Linked DNA regions of Mus musculus: region 1 is linked to region 2. A link is a contact called in public HiChIP or PLAC-seq data. All regions are on one chromosome and are shown on one strand. Each heading gives the region's core, a stretch centred on a gene start, on an enhancer-like site or on the middle of the called end of the contact. The rest is flanking DNA. Distances are from core to core; before and after follow the strand shown. Region 1 holds the start of Nckap1 (NCK-associated protein 1). Region 2 overlaps Dnajc10 (DnaJ heat shock protein family (Hsp40) member C10).

What was found. HiChIP or PLAC-seq counts read pairs in DNA pulled down with a chosen protein or histone mark.
Region 1: a contact with region 2 is called in an HNF4G HiChIP or PLAC-seq map of pancreatic cancer cells. The contact joins the promoter of Nckap1 here to the enhancer-like site in region 2. A contact is called at or near these places in 6 of 39 promoter capture datasets (the 3T3-L1 cell line, cranial neural crest, embryonic stem cells and 3 more), 8 of 115 datasets of contacts at active chromatin or transcription factors (CD8 T cells, bone marrow-derived dendritic cells, embryonic fibroblasts and 5 more) and 3 of 9 other capture datasets (adipose tissue, liver and pancreatic islet).

The regions. Positions count from the first base shown.
Region 1 is chr2:80,579,661-80,585,740 of GRCm38.p6, forward strand. It overlaps Nckap1 (NCK-associated protein 1), which reads right to left and starts at 1,522. Exons shown (of 31, transcript NM_016965.3): 1 at 1,198-1,522. The coding sequence starts at 1,305. It also overlaps the pseudogene Gm13688.
Region 2 is chr2:80,337,401-80,343,605 of GRCm38.p6, forward strand. It overlaps Dnajc10 (DnaJ heat shock protein family (Hsp40) member C10), which reads left to right. Exons shown (of 23, transcript NM_024181.2): 14 at 3,073-3,200; 15 at 3,412-3,528. Among named protein-coding and RNA genes, the nearest start is that of Dnajc10, 25 kb to the left of the region's middle. Within about 2 kb of position 2,296, at least 12 of the 459 cell types and tissues checked have an H3K27ac peak or open chromatin away from gene starts, as enhancers often do. A contact at or near this core is called in extraembryonic endoderm stem cells and pancreatic cancer cells, where this site is marked.

The DNA of each region.
Region 1 (6,080 bases), core at 272-2,771, 240 kb after region 2:
AGCTCCAAACTGTGCTGGGTGTAGAGACAATCATTAAAGCCAAGTGAGTAACCAGAACAACACAGCTATCCCATTCCCAACGTTTACTATTATTCATTTAGAGAGTGTGCTTCAGAATTGCAGTGTCAAAAGCTAACTGTATAAACTGAATAAAACAAGTTTATACTGGAATGCTTTGATTCTAAATTTTAAAAAGAATCTTCAGGATACTCACAAGCAACCTATATCCTTTTGATATGGTCAAAAGTATATTTCACGATATATAGATAGATAGATAGATACACACACACACACACACACATATATAATTTTATAAACAAGATTATTAAAGAAAAGACACAGATACACAGAACCCCGCAAGGATGGACTGGTATAAAGTGTACCAAAAGGAAACTTTTTCTCTTTACCAAATTCAGTGAGGCTTAAAATAAATGGATTTGAGGTTGTTTCCCTCTAAGGTAAATTAATGGCAATCCTTTTCCACCTTTAGATCTACTTTTCTTCACTTCGATACAGCCTTCCACTCCCTAATCTGAAGACACTCAGATTTTCAATGGGTCCACTGTCTAGTTGCTCAAATCCTCGTACTATGTTGCGAAGGAGATAGCAACGGGAGCACACTCGGTCTTTATTTTATACAGCCATTGTACTTTAAGGAATGGTGCTTTGGTGCTAATCAGATAGGGTTGGGAAAACTAAAATGAGGAGGAGTAGGGAGTAAAGGTGGTTATTCCTGTTCTAGTGACTCACAGCCTACAAGTATTTCAGACGAAAACCGGTTCCACCCTCACTTCCCCCTCCGGTCCATCTTCAAAATGAAATTATCCCAAACGTCAACACGCTGTCGTGGGGGTGAGGGGCTTGATTCAGGGAACGAAAAATCAAGTGGCCAAGTGGGGACCAGAGGGTCGATCGCCGCATTCCCACACTCGCAAGCCAAGAACCCCGGGCCCGTTCGCCGCAGCCCGGGAAGGCCGCGCGCCCTCCTTTCCTCCCCGCAAACCAGAGCGCCGCGGCGGCCATGCGCGGCCCGGCCGGTTCCCGCCGCCGGGAGCCGGGAAATGGCTCCCGCCTGCCCGCCCCGCGGCTCACTCTAGGCCGCGGCGCATCCCGGAGGCCCCGCGCGAGCAGGCCGAGCTGGCGCCCGCGGCCTTTTCCCCCGCCGCACCCCGCCCGGCCTCGCCGGCCCGTGCGCACCTTCTTGATGTTGTAGAGGCGCGTGAGCATGCCGACGCCCCGGTCGTTGAGGATGGTGAGCTTCTCCGCCAGCTTCTGCTGACTGGGCTGCAGCACGGAGCGCGACATGGTGCGGCCGCCGCCGCCGCCACCGCCGCCGGGCGCGCTACTCCCCGGCTCGCCGCCTCCCTCAGGCCCGCCCGCCTGCCCGCCCGCGACCTCCGCCTCAGCGCGGCGCGCCCATGCCGTGCGCCCACCCGCGCCGTGACACAGCAGCCGCGGCGCTCGCTTCCGCCCGCCGCCCTTCCGCCTCCACCCGCGGCGCTCTCCGCCCCAGTACACCCCCCACTCCCGGGCCGCCTTTCCCGGCTCCTCCGCTAGGTGTGGCGGCGGCGGCGGCGGCTGAGAACGAGTCGGCTTCCCGCAGCCGGGACCGGCGCTCGGTCACCTGATCGGCCGCGCCGGCGCCCCCGCGAGGCCGCCGGGAGAACTGCGGCCGGAGCCCGGGGTCCGGAGCGCCCCGCCCCGCCTCCTCCGCTCCGGGGACCCCCAAGCCGCGGTCCTGGACTTCCCCCGAAGTTGTCCCCGCTCCCCACGCCCCAGGGCCCGCACCGCCGTGGGGACGGGGACGGTGTGTTTCGGGAGACTTTGGCCCCGAGAGGAGCCTGGCGGCTCCGAGCTTGTTTTCCTCCCACGCCTTGACAGACGCTCCAGGGAGAACGCGGCAGATGTGTGCTCCGCACGGCGGGCAGCGCCTCGCCACCTCCCGGTGCTCGCTCCCGCCTCCAGCTGGCTTCGGAGGAAGGAGGTCGGAAGTAAGGGCAGCTCGAGTTCCTTAGATTATTATGAAGGGACTTATCATGGACCAGCACCCATCCGGAGGAGACACGAATAGGCTCTGGCATGTGGTAAGCAAAATAAAAAAGCAAAATAAAAAACAAAACAAATTTTGTTCCGAGTAAGAGGGTTCGCTCCCAGCCTCCACCATAAATCCCAATCGTTTCTGGAATTCTACTTTTCCACCCCATCACCAACCAAATATTGTTTGTCATCATCTCACTCCGTGTCCACTCCTCATCACACAGGGTTTCAAACTGGAACAAATTGTGTCTCCATGTGAATGACTACAATGAAAACTTGCACTCCAGGGGACTTGGGATATTTGGGGCTTTACCTAATATAGTCTAATTGTGTATCGTATTCATGAATTTAAATCAATCAACCCACCACCTTCTATAACAAGGCATTCTGAAGTTAGTAAGAAAATGGATTCACAGGCGGACAGTGGTGTTGCACACCTTTAATCCCAGCACTTGGGAGGCAGAGACAGACAGATTTCTGAGTTCGAGGCCAGCCTGGTCTACAGAGTGAGTTCCAGGACAGCCAGGACTATACAGAGAAACCAGTATTGAAAAACCAAAAAAAAAAAAAAAAAAAAAAATGGATTCACCAAAGCAACTTTGTAGTGAAATGTAACAAATTGTTTCTAAGACATTTTAAAAAGCTACTGTAGCGCCTAGTCTTCCAGAACTCTACCAGAGAGTATACAGAATTCCTTAAGGGCTGTTTAATACTCCTGGTGAAGGCTGGGCATGGTGGCACATGCCTTTCTTCTCAGCACTTGGGAGGCAGAGGTAGGCCAGGACTATACAGAGAAACTCTGTCTCTAAAGACTTCTGACACTCAGGGGGCAGAGGTGGGCAGCCAGAGGTACACAGAAAAATCCTGTCTCAAAACAAAAAAAGTTCTAGTCCTGCCAAAAACATCTTAACATTTATCTGTCGGTGTGCAGTCTACATAGAGCTACATACCTTGAATGTATATTCTTTCTCTACCTCCACCCCCCCCTCCGTTCACGTCTCTCTCTTTTCATCTCAAAGACCATCTATTTAGCTCTATTGAGCTCTATTGAGCTATTTGTTCTGTTATTGACTAATTGAGGCATTTAACTTACTTGGTTTCTTGATAAGCTGGTAGTTAGCATTTAAGTTTACCGGAGGCTGGGGGCTGAAGTCTGAGACAATTAAGAGGACACTGAGAAGGAAACGCTGCTGTGAGGGATTGGGGACAGCCAGGTAAGAAAATGTACATGTGCTGGGTGGAACGAGCGGTGTGTGTGTCTTTAGGAAACCGGGATCATTTCTATCAAGACGGCGGACAACAGCATTTTTTAAAGATTTTATTTTATTTTATTTTATGTGTATTTTGACCTCCATGAATAAATGCACTGTGCTCAAGTCTGGTGTACCCAGAGGCCAGAATAGGCTGTCAGATGTAAAACAACTCTTACAGAACTTTTGTTTCTTTGTAGTTTGAGGTAGAAGAGGATGTTGTTTTGTTTTGTTGTCTTTTATAATGCCATCTCACTCTATAACTCAGGCTGGCCTTGAAGGCTTAGTTGTTGTTTTAGCTACTTTAATAGTGTGATTAAAATACTATAACCAAGGCAACATATGAAATAACTTATTTAATTGAGAACTCATATTCAGAGCATTAGAGTCCATGACCATTGTGAGGGATGTGGTGGCAGCAGGTAGGCAGGCCTGGTGCTGGAGCAATAACTGAGAGCTTACAACTTGATCTCCAAGTATGAAGCAGAAACCTAACTAGGCATGCCATGTGCTTTTGAAACCTCAAAGCCCATCCATACTTCTTCCAACAAGGCCACAGTTCCTAATCCTTCCCAAACAGTTCTACCAGCTGGGAATCAAGTGTTCGAACCTGAGCCTATGGGGATCTTTTGCATTCAAACCACCACAGTTCTCCTCTCCTGCTGAGATTATAGGCATGTAGAGCATGCCTGGCTTCCATATGAACTTGAATAGTTGCAACTGTTTATACCTTAGAGTAGCCAAGAGAAGAAATCTGTAGATAATGTGTTTGTTGGGGTTATTGTCATAGTCACTGTCCTATTACTGTGAAGACATGTGTCTACCATGACTAAAGCAGCTCATAAAAAAGAAAGCATTTAATTGGGGGCTCGCTGACAGTTTCAGAGGCTTAATCTGTTATCACCATGGAAGAAAGCATGACAGCAGGAAGCCTGGCATGTTGGTGCTAAAGACTACATCCTGATTCAAAGGCAAAGAGAGATTCTAGGCTTGGTATGGGCTTTTAAAACCTCAAAAGCCCACCCACAGTGACACAGTTCTTCCAAGAAGGCCACACCTCCTAATCCTTCTAATTCTTTCAAATAGTGCTACTCCCTGGTGACTAAACATTCAAATATATGAACCTGTACGGGGCCGTTCTTATTCAGACCACCACAGTTACTATTGCTATGATAAAACACCATAACCAAAGTAACTTGGGGAGGAAAGAGTTTATTGGATTTATACTTCCACATCACAGTTCATCATCAAAGTCAAGACAAGAACTCAAGGAGGGCAGGAACCTGGAGGTAGTAGCTGACACAGAGACCATGGAGGAGTGGTGCTTCCTTGCTTGCTCCTCGTGGTTTGCTCAGCCTATTTTCTTCCCCCTATCCTCATAAAATAGGGATTCTTTATGTAGCCCTGGCTGTCCTGGAACTCACTCTGTAGGCCAGCCCATACCAAGCCTAGAATCTCTCTCTGCCTTTGAATCAGGATGTATTCTTTAGCACCAACATGCCAGGCTTCCTGCTGTCATGCTTTCTTCCATGGTGATATCGGATTAATCCTCTGAAACTGTCAGCGAGCCCCCAATTAAATGCTTTCTTTTTTATGAGCTGCTTTAGTCATGGTAGACACATGTCTTCACAGTAAGACCCTCTCCTTGACTCTGGCCTTGGAAGTCCCTTCCTTTCCTTTTCTGCCCAGCTATAGGCTTATAAAATAGTCAGGAAATGCTTCATAAAAATGACAATCTGGAGGTCCAGACTGCTAACTGCTATCTCTAGGTACAGAAATCAGCATGTGGATGAATACACAGTGCACAAAAACATCACCCAACACACACACACACACACACACACACACACACACACACACACACACACACGCTCGTAGTTTTTAAAAAGTTCTTTTCACTTAGTCAAGAGAATTAGATATCCCAAATGATATAGGCGATAGCCATTGTCCTTGGTTGCCTCTAAACAGAGCAAAAGTAAAAGGCAAGACTTTATAGCTGAAGACACTACACACTTCACACATAGGACTTGGAAGAATTGAGCTGGAACTGATCTGAAAGCCTCCTACCTGAAGATTGGCCTTCATAATATGGGAAGGTGTTACACAAGCTGCCAAGAGAGGAAAAAAAATCAGTTGTCCTACCCAGATGTAAGTCTACCAAGCAGAAAAATAACCACTCTGGCAAGAAATCCGCAAGGGTGCAATGGTGGCACTTATGTATTGGGAATAACAACTCTCTAACTGGACTTAAGGTTCACTCAATAGAATGGAAGCCATGCCTGGTACTGGAAACTTAGCTAACTGTGGTTGGTCATAGACCCTAGAGAAGAACTACTACTGCATGTTTTCTAAAGCAATATAATTCCTAGCTGCATTCTAAATGCTACTATGTATGCCCATAGATAAGTAACTCTAGCTTCTCATGAAAGAGGCTTCTCTTTACAGCAGATGGAAACTGTTACAGGGATTCATCCACTTGTCAAAATGCAGAGAATCAGTGGCTGTGGGCTGCCCAACCCAACTGATGTATCTGTACCACAACCTCTACAGCTAAAGCTCACGCACCATTGTGAAGGAAGGGGTAGGAAGGTTATCAGAACCAAGGGCCAGAACCTCTGCTTCGAGATTGTTTTTTCTGTATATGACTGGCAAGCTGAACCCATGAAGTCTCAATAATATGGTCCCTAAACAAGACTCACACAATGACAACACCAACTGACATGCCACTGTGGGCCGGGGGAACCTCACAAGGCCCTATCCCTAGATGAAGAGCTGTAGTCAATTATTTAATGG
Region 2 (6,205 bases), core at 1,046-3,545:
CTTGCCCTCTGTATAGGTTTGGAGCAGTGTGCCCAGGTTGGAGTTACATGTGTTATGTGTTACCTGTGAAGTGTTCCTCGTAGCTTCTCTGCTGACTCCTTGTTTCCGGTCCATCCTCACTATGTGTACAGCTGCTTCCTGCTGTTTGCACTTAGGACCTAGCACAGCCTTTTCATGCCACTGCTCTGCCTTTTGAGTCTTCTGAAGACTCAACTTCACACTCCTTAGTATGGCAACAATGGCATTCTCTGTTTTGCTCACTGTTCTGTCTCCAGCACTTAGAATAATGCCAGATATACATAGTAGGAACTGTGTAGAGTTGTTAAATGAGCGGGGTGCTTTCATTCCTGTTTCGCCTGTGTTCTTAGCCTCATCCCCAACCTCCGTTCCATCAAATATTCTTAGTTTCAACTCCTTTTGAATCCTTGGACATGTCACGTTCTTCCAGTCCTTTATGCCCTCACACATGACCCTACCTTGTGAATTTTAAGTATTCCTTCCTATTCCTCCAGAGAGTCAGCAAACTCCAAATTACACCTTCACAACTTACCCTTCTTCCCTAGGAAGCACACAGAATGTATAAGCACTTCTCTTTGTGTTAATAAAAACTATAATACACTTTGCACTCAGCACCTTTGTGTCGGTATATAATACACAAAATGGGGAGAGGGGCAAGTGAGCTCTTTTTAACCTGTGCCCTAAAGATTTTATAGACTTGGAAAGAAAGCAGACAGGTAAATGGACAGTTTTTAAATGTTTGGGTGTGATGAAGTATCCATTACCCAAACAACTGTTTCTTGGTTAGGAGTCTGGGAACAGGTTATCTTAGTTTCTCTGTGATCCTGCAGTCAAGGTAGATGAAGGCCATCTGAAGGTTGGCTGTAGCCACCACATGAGGATTCAGCATGGCGTGTGGGATCATTGAAAAGCTTCATGTGGCAGGCGGCCGTGGTTCTTCTTGTGGCTCTGTGGGGTACTTACAGTGTGGGAGCTAACTAACCCAAGAGGAAGTAACCTGAAAATGAGAAAGCCAGCCAGAAGGAGCAGTGACTCTTATAACCTGGGAGCGCGTAAGATCACGGTCACATTCCACTGGTCACATATGCCAGCACTTGTACATGAAGTAAATGTCACTGGAGCTGCCTTGGAAAGAAACTGGCTATCAGAAAATAAGTGTACTTATGAAAAAAAACTGAGGTAGAACAATCTTGGGAGATCAGAGGAAGGTCTAAAAGTAATCTCCATGTAAGATGTAAACAATGGTTACCCAGAGAAGAGGTGAAACACATTCCAAATACTGAGTCGATTTATTCACAGGCCTGAGATAATAGAGCCCTGTTGGCCTTAAACCAGCAGGAGTTTAAAGATGAGAAAGTTCATTCTTGAAGAAAACAAAGATGCAGATTATCTCTGATCTTCTGGAGAAAGGAATTGGAATTTTATCGTGAAAGACAACAGAATGATACTTGATTTTACTTGATTTTAGATAAGTTACAGGCTGCTCAGAGTGGGTAGGAAGCAAAATTGGAAAGAAAAGTCAGGCAGCTGCTGGTTAGTCATTTAGGTTGACTATAGAAAATGCCATAGATAAGTGATCGTAGCCAAGAAAAATAATGAAGGTCAGTAGGCCAGTTTCAACCGTTTGGAAGCTCAATGTAATTTGGTTATTGTTAGGAAATAGGAAATTAAGAGGGAAGAGTCAGGGGCTGGAGAGATGGCTCAGCAGTTAAGAGCACTGACTATTCTCCCAGAGGTCCTGTGTTCAACTCCCAGTAACCACATGGTAGCTCACAACCATCTGTAATGAGACCTGATGCCCTCTTCTGGTGTGTCTGAAGACAGCGTCAGTGTGCTTACATATACATATACATATAATAAATAAATAAATAAATAAATAAATAAATAAATAAATAAATAAGAGAGAGCGAGAAGAGTCAGGCACTTCTCATCATTGTATTTAGTGACACGTACTTTGAGTCATTGGATCTTTCCATGTGGAAGAGGATACTGAATTAAGAGTTGACCAGAAGTAGAATGTGCAGGTCACAGTTGAATGTACACGTTGGCTGCAAGAAATTTAAGCCAAATATGAAGACATTAAGTTGTATATTAATGGCTAGGGCCTGAGTGAGTTTGAGTTAGTGTGAGTAAAGAAAGAGAATCCGTGGTCAGAAAGAAAAGTGTGAAACAGTTCAAGCACCAGCACTCAAGAAAATGGGCAGGAGAGTATACTGTCACGTGGCACTCGCAATGTAAACAGTGGTCAACTAACTTCTGTTGCCCATGACCTTAAAAGGAGGCGTTTTCTCTTTTTCTGTTTGCCATGACAATATAAATGTCTGACTCACAGGGCTCAACTTACTTTTGACTGTTCAATCAATAAGTCACAAGACACTTGGAAAAATAGAGCCTCTTGTAGACAAGAAAGGTCTGCCAGCCCAAGGACTGTAGCAAATCATTAAAAGCATTTAAGTTTCTTTTTCTCTTCTTTTTTCTTTTTTTTTTTTTTAAGGGCAACTCTGGTAGCAATAGGAAACCGGGTTCATTCAGGAATGCTGAGGCCAAAAATACTAGTGTGACTACAGCAGTAGCTGTAGGCATGGTGCTAGGGCAGGAAATGGAATTGACACGATCATTCAAGAATCATACACAAGAATCCCTCTGGAAAGTCCCATTTAGGCACCTGGGTAATGATCATAGCAAGTCAGTGTGAGAAAAGAATACATGTAACCCATTACAATTGAGATACTATGTTTCCAACATCAAGTACATGGTCCCACTGGACATTTTGTAACAGTTTGGATTCAAGAGAATTCTAAAGTGATAGTTGTACTTCTGATGGTGAGAAAGCATACCATAGAGGTCTGGTCATTTAACTAGTCTAAGAAACAAAAGAACATAGAGTAGACGGGGATTCCCGGCAGGCCAAGGTGAAGGTAGAGAACACAGAAACCTCACCAAAACCGGTACACCCATAGGCCCGTCTTTCTTTCTTAAATATTTTAAATATAAAAATTGGGATGTTTCTTTAGATACAAGACAGCACGTATTTTAATTTTTCTCAAATTTTAGGAAAGAAGATTCTATACGATATACTTGCTTTTGCCAAAGAAAGTGTTAATTCTCATGTTACCACACTTGGACCTCAGAACTTCCCTGCAAGTGACAAGGAACCATGGCTTGTTGACTTCTTTGCCCCTGTGAGTTCTTTTTATCTGTCAAGTTTCAAAAAGCCTTTTTCTTGACAACATGAAGGCTAGTACTAGAGTTGTCCCGGCCTTGCCACTCCTTCTGGGCTCTCCCAGGACAGTGACAGGCAGAACGCGCCACTGGACTGTGTGTCAGTAGCAGGGGCCGTGCAGCTCCTCCCTTCCTGAGTCTGGCTGCTCATCCTTACCCCTCTCTTCCCAGTGGTGTCCGCCATGTCGTGCGCTTTTGCCAGAGTTACGGAAAGCATCAACACTGCTCTACGGTCAACTCAAAGTTGGTACCTTAGACTGTACAATTCATGAAGGACTCTGCAACATGGTAAATATTAAAACGACTTCTCAGATGCATACCCATTTATAGCAGTAATGTTGAAACAGTTTCAACAAGCTACTAAATTGTACTTGAATTATAAATAGATACGTAGAAGGTTTATGATATGCAAGATTTTGTTTACCAGACTCCAGTATGTATTTATTCTGGCATGTAATTGACTTCATAAAATACTTACATAAGTTTCTATTTTATCTAAGTCTTTATACTTTTGTAACATACTTTTAAGTTTCTACAGTCTTTATTATTATTTAGATTTCCTTATATTTGTCAGCTTAGAGTAGATGATTTGTCCAGATAGGATATCCAATTTAAAGGAGCTGCTCATTTTTAATATGTGAAAGTGACAGAGTGCTTATGTGGGTGACGACATGTTATATTTAAAATATATTCTGATACTTCTGAATGGAATGTGAAACTTTATAATGTTGGAATAAAAATAGAAATTGAAGAGGTATAGATGATGTAAGCATAGCAATCTTAGTTGGGGTTTCCATTGTTGAGAAGAGACACCATGACCAAGGCAACTCTTATAAGGGACAACATTTAATTGGGGCTGGCTTACAGGTTCAGAGGTTCAGCCCATTATCATCACGATAGGAAGCATGGCAGTGTCCAGGCAAACAGTGCTAAAGGAGGAGCCAAGAGTTCTATATCTAGATCTGAAGGTAGCCAGGAATAAGACTGTCTTCCAGGCAGCTAGGAGGAGGGTCTCATTGCCCATCCCCATAGTGACACACTTCCTCCACAAGGCCACCCCTACTCCAACAAGTCCACACCTCCTAATTAGTGCCACTCCCTGGGCTAAGCATATTCAAACATATAAGTCTATGGAGGCCAAACCTATTCAGACCACTACAGTAGTCATGACTGGATGATGATTATAGCTATTTAAATACATAAAAGTTTATATCCTTTCTGTAATGTGAATGTTTTAACTCAAAAACTAAAGTGTTAAAGAAAAAGGTGGCAAGGAAAAGAAAGCCTGGTTTTTGATGCATAAGACTGGAAATGTTTGGCTTCACTAGTCAAGAAAATACAAGCTCAATCAAAATTTTGATATCTTTCCTACCAAAATTTATCAGATTGACAAAAAAAAAGCAATGTAACAATATTTAGAAATGGAATAGTGAAATGCCAGAGCACTACAAATAAGCCAAGCCAAGTGAGCACTTCCCTCCCATGTTTAATTCCTGGGTTCAAAACTGCACTGAAAAATCTTTACCAGCTTAAATAAATCCTAAAGAACTCAATGGAAAAGGCAGGTTACATGTCAGCAGTTAAGTATTCTCAGAATCAGAGAAAAGTCTTTAAGACAAATGAACATGTGGGAAAGGTTAAAGCGAAGTGGATTGGACACCTGCCAGTGCAGCAGGTTAGGAAGGATTCAGAGCAAGGGACACAGTGTCAGCTACCAACTGGCATGGCCATACCTATTAGCTGTTAAATATAAGGAGCAGATATGTAGGTAGTTATGGGATTACTCTCGGTTTCCGTGTGTTTGAAATTAAAAGTTAGTGGGGGCGGGGGGCAGGGTGTTTTAAGGAAGTAAATAAAAAGAGTCATTGGTGTCTAATGTCCTTTGTGTGACTTGGAAAGGAGAATGCCAACCAAAGATGCAAGCATCATGAGTAACAGTAGTTAATGTTAATGCCTTTAGTCTCCTACATTTTCTCTCAAGTGAGCCCATTATCAACAACTAAAGCACCAGGCAGGGGAGAAAGGAAGCATCACAGAATCCCCAGGCTGCTCCCACAGCTGCTTCCCCATCACCGGCACTCGCTCGCTCGCTCAGCAGCTCAGCTCAGCGCTCAGCTCAGCGGCCCGTCTGTAAAGTAGGCTTAGGCTTTTTTTTTCTTATTTCTTTTTTCAAGACAGGGTTTCTCTGTGTAGCCCTGGCTATGCTGGAACTCACTCTGTAGACCAGGCTGGCCTCAAACTCAGAAATCCGCCTGCTTCTACCTCATAAGTACTGGGATTAAATTTTGCACCACCACCACCAGGCTAGGTTATGTCATTTTAACTACTGAGTAAAATTGCTCTGAGGTATGAAGGAGTTTTTGTGTGGCTAGACTAACTCAAAAGATGATGGAAACTTGTAAACTTTGAACTAGTCTGTTAACCTGAAAATTCTTTGAATTCACACATCTTTAAAACTTCAAAATATGTTAATTTTTCTAGAATTATAAATCTTGAAATTTTCCATTTACTAATGAGTTAGACAAGGAAATCACTTCATCACTTTAAACATTACAAAATCCTTTCAGGGCTGATGCCCATGTTAACTGTGAGGAGGGAATTAATATACTATAAGAATTGTCTCAAGTAAAGAATAAAAAGTGACCATTTTCTTACAGCATGACTCAATTCTTTAATATAGAATATATTTGCTCTTGGTCATTTGTCCTTGTATATGGTGTGGCTAATCACTGCCCTCCCGGATGACTAATTACTGTCACTAGAAGAGCTGACTGCTGTGTCTTTTCTCTCCTCTTCCCTCCTAGTTTGAAGAGAGCAAAAAGATGAATTGAAGTACATACTATGCAATTACTCTGCCTCACTTCCCACATTTTAGTGCCATTGGGTTAACAATTAACTAATTATCAGTACAAGCTTTAATGCATTGTCTTTGCTAAATTTGTCTAACCCACCAGGAAGATAGTAG